Regions from separate parts of the Sus scrofa genome. Here region 2 is linked to region 1. Evidence: chromatin contacts called from public HiChIP or PLAC-seq data. All regions are on one chromosome and are shown on one strand. The core of a region is the stretch at or near the end of the contact, and the rest is flanking DNA. Distances in the headings are between cores, read along the strand shown. Region 1 holds the start of LRRC23 (leucine-rich repeat-containing protein 23). Region 2 holds the start of NOP2 (NOP2 nucleolar protein).

Region 1 (2,700 bases), core at 70-2,569:
TAGCTTTGACCTACAGGCAGCTGCAGCAACACTGGATCCTTAACCCACTGAGCAAGGCCAGGGATCTAACCCAAATCCTCATGGATACTAGTGGAGTTCTTAACCCAATGAGCCACAAGAGGAACTCCTCCTCTTGTCAATCTTAAAGATTCAGCCCAGTGTCATCTGCTCCACGACACTTTCCAAAGTGCTTGATCCGTGGAGTCCCATCCTTTTTACTCCCATAGGACTTTTTGTATAACCAGAATTTTATCTACTACATGACAAAACTGTTTTATAAATATCCTTGTAAACTCCTTGCGGATTCACTGCGTCATCTTCAGTGCTTCGCACAAATGATTAAATTTGAATCAGAAACGGTTCTAAGGGCTTCACATATGTATGTGTAACATCACTGAATCCTCACTATAGCTTATGCAGTTCATACCAATAGTATCCCCCTTTTACAGAAGAAAAAACAGGTACGGGGGTGGTTCAGGAATTTGCCAAAGTTCTCCTGCATACCCGCCTTCAGGGATTTGCACACCCTGTCAGCCTGGCTCCACAGTTGCTAAATACCACTATATTTTATTACCTCTCTACAGAATAGTCACTTAGAAAATGTTAAAGAAATAGGACTAGCTAAGCTTAGTGAATGCATACGATATCAAGGGTTCCTTGCTAAGTGCTTTACTTGGACTGTTTCAACTCCATAACAACCCTGAGGTAAGTACCATCATTATGCCCATTTTAGGAAAGAGAAAACAGGTTTAGAGAAGTGTGGCAACCTCCCCAAGGTCACAGAGATAATTAGTGACATTGTTTCCCTCCCAAGCAAGGTCTGGACCACCACACTCTGCCAGGTGAGGCCCACAGCTCAGGAATGGATGGACAGGGCAGATGAAGGCTAGAACAGGATGCAGCCCTATGACACCTACCCCTCTGAGCTAGAAACTCAGCGTATAGAACCTCAGGCTTAGAACCGGCTGACTCACAACCCGGGTCGGAGAATGACCAGCCCAAGCAACAGTGACCCAGAATCAGAAGGCCTGGGAAACAGATGTCACCACAATGGCAGACCTTACTTGACCTCCGGCCCTATATCCCCAGGCTGCTCAAAGTTCTTAACGGTGAAAAGACCTCCAGGGACCTCAAAGCGATGATACCATGAAAAGGTTAACTCTGAGCTTGGCGGGCCAGGGAAGGGTTAAGTACCTGGCGGCTTCCTCGCGGGGGCGAGGCCTGGGGGCTGCGGGCTGCTTGGAAGGTGTCCAGAGGTTAACCGCCCGCGAGTGGGCTCTACTCACTGCTTGACCTTCGCAGCCGCCCCTGGTGCCGAGTTTTGACCGCCCCGGAGGGGCCCGTGTGGGCGGGGTCTCCGGCGGGGCGCGACCTGGGGTGGCGACTAGAGGGTTAACTGCCCCAGAGGGCCCTTAGGGGCGTGGCCTGGGGCGGGGCGAGGCCTGCGGGAGGGGTTGGGGGCGGAAGCGGCCGGCGTTCTGGAGCCGGAGCTCCTCGGCGACTTTCGGCCGGGCTCCTCCCGAGGGCCGGCGACCTCCCGGCACGGGAAGCTGAGCGTGGTTCGGGGGCAGGGACAGGAGCAGGAGCGGGCGAAGGGGACGGTCCCTGGACAGACCTAAGGCGACAAACTCGCGCGTCTCAGGAGACGCGGACAGGTGGGTGAGGGCAAGATGATGGATCTAGGAGCTTTCGGGGAGCTGAGCGGGAGGAGTGGGGCAGTGAGCAGAGCTGGGGGAAAGGATGAGGCGCCTAGGTGTGGAGTCCCTCCAGGATCCTCCTCTCCCCCAACTTCTCTCTAGGTCGATCCCAAGCGGGAGCTCAACTTTCCGAAGAGAGACGTCCCAGCAAGCCTCTTTTGGGGAATCCTCCAGCTTCTCACCTCCATGGGCCAGACGGCCTTGGCAGGGGGCAGCAGCAGCACCCCCACCCCACAGCCCCTGTACCCTGACCTCTCTTGTCCCGAGGGCTTGGAGGAGCTGCTCTCTGCTCCCCCTCCTGACCTAGGGGCCCAACGGCGTCACGGCTGGAACCCCAAGGACTGCTCAGAGAACATCGAGGTCAAGGAAGGGGGCTTGTGCTTTGAGCGGCGGCCTGTGGCCCAGAGCACTGATGGGGTCCGGGGTAAGAGGGGCTACTCGAGAGGCCTGCACGCCTGGGAGATCAGCTGGCCCCGGGAACAGAGAGGCACCCACGCCGTGGTGGGCGTGGCCACGGCCCTCGCCCCGCTGCAAGCTGACCACTATGCGGCGCTGCTGGGCAGCAACAGCGAGTCGTGGGGTTGGGACATTGGGCGGGGGAAGCTGTACCATCAGAGCAAGGGGCCCGGGGCCCCCCGGTATCCCCCCGGACTTCAAGGTGAGCACCTGGAGGTGCCGGAGAGGCTGCTGGTGGTTTTGGACATGGAGGAGGGAACTCTGGGCTACGCTATTGGGGGCACCTACCTGGGGCCAGCCTTCCGTGGACTGAAGGGCAGGACCCTCTATCCAGCAGTAAGCGCTGTCTGGGGCCAGTGCCACGTCCGCATCAGCTACCTGGGCGAAAGGAGAGGTGAGGCCTGGGGCAGGTCTGGGGAGAGTGTTCTATCCCTGGTGGCTGTGGTCTGGGATGCAAGCTCAACGCCTTCCAAGAGGCGTTGTAAGTAGTGTGCCTTCATCTGACAGGTCTCCTGGCTCAAAGCCTGGGCCAGCAGCTCCACCTTCA
Region 2 (2,700 bases), core at 123-2,622, 270 kb after region 1:
CCTGGGGGCCTGAGAGACCCTCTCCTCCCTTCTGCCCCATCTTCCAAGCTGTAGAGGAACAGCCCCCAGTGCACTGGGGGAGGGGAGGGAGTGAGGGGCAGTGGTGCCCTTCCTGCTGGAGAGACATGCAGCAGTAGCGCCGGCGCCATCTGCAGGGAGCTGGCGGGCTGGCCTTTTGGGCCCTGGCTTCTCCCCACTGTAACGTCTGTTACACACAAACTGTTGTGGGTTCCCGCCAGGCTTGAAGAAAATGATCTGAATTTCTTCCTCCTTTTGGTTTTATTTTGTTGGTTTATTTTGTGTTTTCATTTCTCCTTTTTGGGGGGTATTCACAGTGGGCCGGGCCCCTGGGCGAGACACAGCTACCTCTGTTGGCATCTTTTTAATACCAGGAACCCAGCGGCTCCAGCCCCTGAGCGGCTAGAATGAAATAAAGTTGGAAAAAAAAAAAAAAAAAAAAAGGAAAAGAACCAAAAGCATAAAAAACCACAGCAAATTTCTTGACAAAAATTGAAAATAAAAGTTTCCTTGTATTTTAGTGCTCTGGTTCAGTGTGGGTGTAGGTGCAGGTGGGTGTGTCCGACGGGAGCCTTGGGACAGTGCAGCTGAAGACCAAGGGTTTCCTTGTGTCCTGAGACTCCACGAAATCTGGACTGTGCACCTACCCTCGTGCTCCGGCCGCCACCACCTGCACGCTGCGAGGAGCTCCGGAGCCCCCTGGGTTCACAGCCTAAGCCTGACTCCCAGCTTCGCGGCCGTCTCCAGGCTGTAGATGTCTGCTGTAGAGAATCAAAGGAGAATCTTCCTCGCAACATTGCGAAGACAAACCAGCGAAGTGCCGGAGCAGTTTTGAACAGCTGCTAAGCACCACCTTAGGGTTTATTTCAAGAAAGGCTGCTCTGGGTTTTCTGTTTGTGTGAAGTGAGAACACAAGATGCCGTCCTCCCGACCTCTCGTATGGGAACCAAGGCAGAGAGTTCCCTTACCTGAGGGGCAGCGCGGGGTATGGTGTCAAGGAAGAAGGTTTCAAAGTCACAGGACTTGGGAGTGGGTGCGACCTTGAGACGTGGGGCGAAAGAGGGTCCGGCTCTGACGCCTCCGTCCGAAGGGAGGGGCCGTCTTTTGGGTACCAGTTTTTCGGACGAAATCCGCCATAAGGCGTAAGGCCCACATCTGGAGGGAAGGGCGGGGAAGCTAAAGGCGTCCCCCTACGCGCCGCCTTCTCCACCTGGGAGAGAGCAGAGCGGTCCTCCCCGGCCGCCCTCTGCACCGCCTGCCCCGCGCGGCCGCGCGAATGAAACTTCCGGCTTCCGCGGCGGACGGGAAGCCCGGAAGAGGCGGGGCCTCAGCGGGCGCGCTGTGCGCTTGCGCGAGACGTTCCCGTGGTGTGGCGTCGGAGCGCCAGCCCCGCACCACACGTGGAGTGCTGTCGCTGCTTCCTAGGGCCTTCTCGGGACTGGACCCGCTTCCAGGTGAGCTGCAGCTTCGGGCGGGTCTTCTGCAGGAAGTCGAGGAAGGAAGGGTGAGGCGTCCACTTGGACCGGGGCGTGGGAAGGGGACGTTGTACCAGCGGTGTGGGACCCAGGGCCCGGGGCTCAGCGTGTAGTGGAGGTGTGGCCAGGCCTCGAGGGGCAGTGGGGCTGCTGAGTCGAGGTTCTCGTCAAGGCAGTGCCCTTTTCCACTTCAACTTGCTTCGTCTGCTCTCTGCCTTTCCCGGACAACACGCGCCACTCTACTGTCTCTCGTTTTTGTTTTCCTCAGTACCATGGGGCGCAAATTGGACCCTACGAAGGAGAAACGCGGGCCGGGCCGAAAGGCCCGAAAGCAGAAAGGTGCTGAGACCGAACTCGTCAGATTCTTGCCTGCAGGTAAGGGTCAGGCGTGCCCGTCCCCTTCCGATTCTCTAGCTTTTGCGCCGTTCTTCCATCTGTAGTGTAATCCCTCAGTTTTTTAGATTGTGTGTTCATGAGTTATTAGGAAGTAAATATGAATGGAACAATCTCATAAACGTTTAGAAATTAGGGAAGATGTGACGGGCACAAGTTCCCATGCAAGGAGATGTGTGGTTTAATGTTTAGGGCCTTCAGAGGAAGCAGGATTCCACGGAGTTGCCAAGTTTGAAAAGATTTTGTGACTTTTTTTTTTTTTTTTTGGCCGTCTCGGCAGCATGTGGAAGTTCCCAGGCCAGGGAGCGAATCCAAACTGGAGCTGTGACCTACCATACTGATCGTTAAGCGACTGCACCACAGCAGGAACTTCCAAGAAGTTGGGTTTTGCACTAAGCTCTTCTTAGATGACCTGCTTCTGTGTGGGGGTTTCATAGGTAGCCATGCAGCTCCCTTGGTGTGATCTATTGAAAATCAGCCCTGGACACAAAAGATTGTAAGACAAAAAAAGAAGAGAAGGAGAAAAAAGAAGTTGGGTTTTGAGAAGTGGGTGACATTTTAGCAGGTGGAAGTTGGGAACGGGACAGTCCAGTCACTGTGAACTGCATTGTAGAGGAGATGGGAAGGCACAGAGCTGGCTCCCACTTGGTCAGGAGTCTACTGCAGGTAGTTTGTGTTGAGTATTGTCTAAAAGATGCAGTTTATTGAAGTATAGGTAAGTGGTAAATACAATGCTGAACCCGCTGGACACATTATATCACTTCATTCTCTGTGTCCTGTGAGAGAGGCACTGCCGAGGAAATGGATGCTGAGA

What was found. HiChIP or PLAC-seq counts read pairs in DNA pulled down with a chosen protein or histone mark.
Region 2: a contact with region 1 is called in an H3K27ac HiChIP or PLAC-seq map of alveolar macrophages. The contact joins the promoter of NOP2 here to the promoter of LRRC23 in region 1. A contact is called at or near these places in 2 of 2 datasets of contacts at active chromatin or transcription factors (alveolar macrophages and skeletal muscle).

Annotation. Positions count from the first base shown.
Region 1 is chr5:63,835,310-63,838,009 of Sscrofa11.1, forward strand. It overlaps LRRC23 (leucine-rich repeat-containing protein 23), which reads right to left and starts at 1,320. Exons shown (of 8, transcript XM_013987385.2): 1 at 1,195-1,320. It overlaps SPSB2 (splA/ryanodine receptor domain and SOCS box containing 2), which reads left to right and starts at 1,476. Exons shown (of 3, transcript NM_001243315.1): 1 at 1,476-1,655; 2 at 1,800-2,547. The coding sequence starts at 1,884.
Region 2 is chr5:64,104,737-64,107,436 of Sscrofa11.1, forward strand. NOP2 (NOP2 nucleolar protein) reads left to right here and starts at 1,373. Exons shown (of 16, transcript NM_001244246.1): 1 at 1,373-1,472; 2 at 1,762-1,868. The coding sequence starts at 1,766. CHD4 (chromodomain-helicase-DNA-binding protein 4) reads left to right here. Exons shown (of 40, transcript XM_021092425.1): 40 at 1-476. LOC102162288 (a long non-coding RNA gene) reads right to left here and starts at 1,160. Exons shown (of 2, transcript XR_297162.3): 1 at 987-1,160; 2 at 265-779.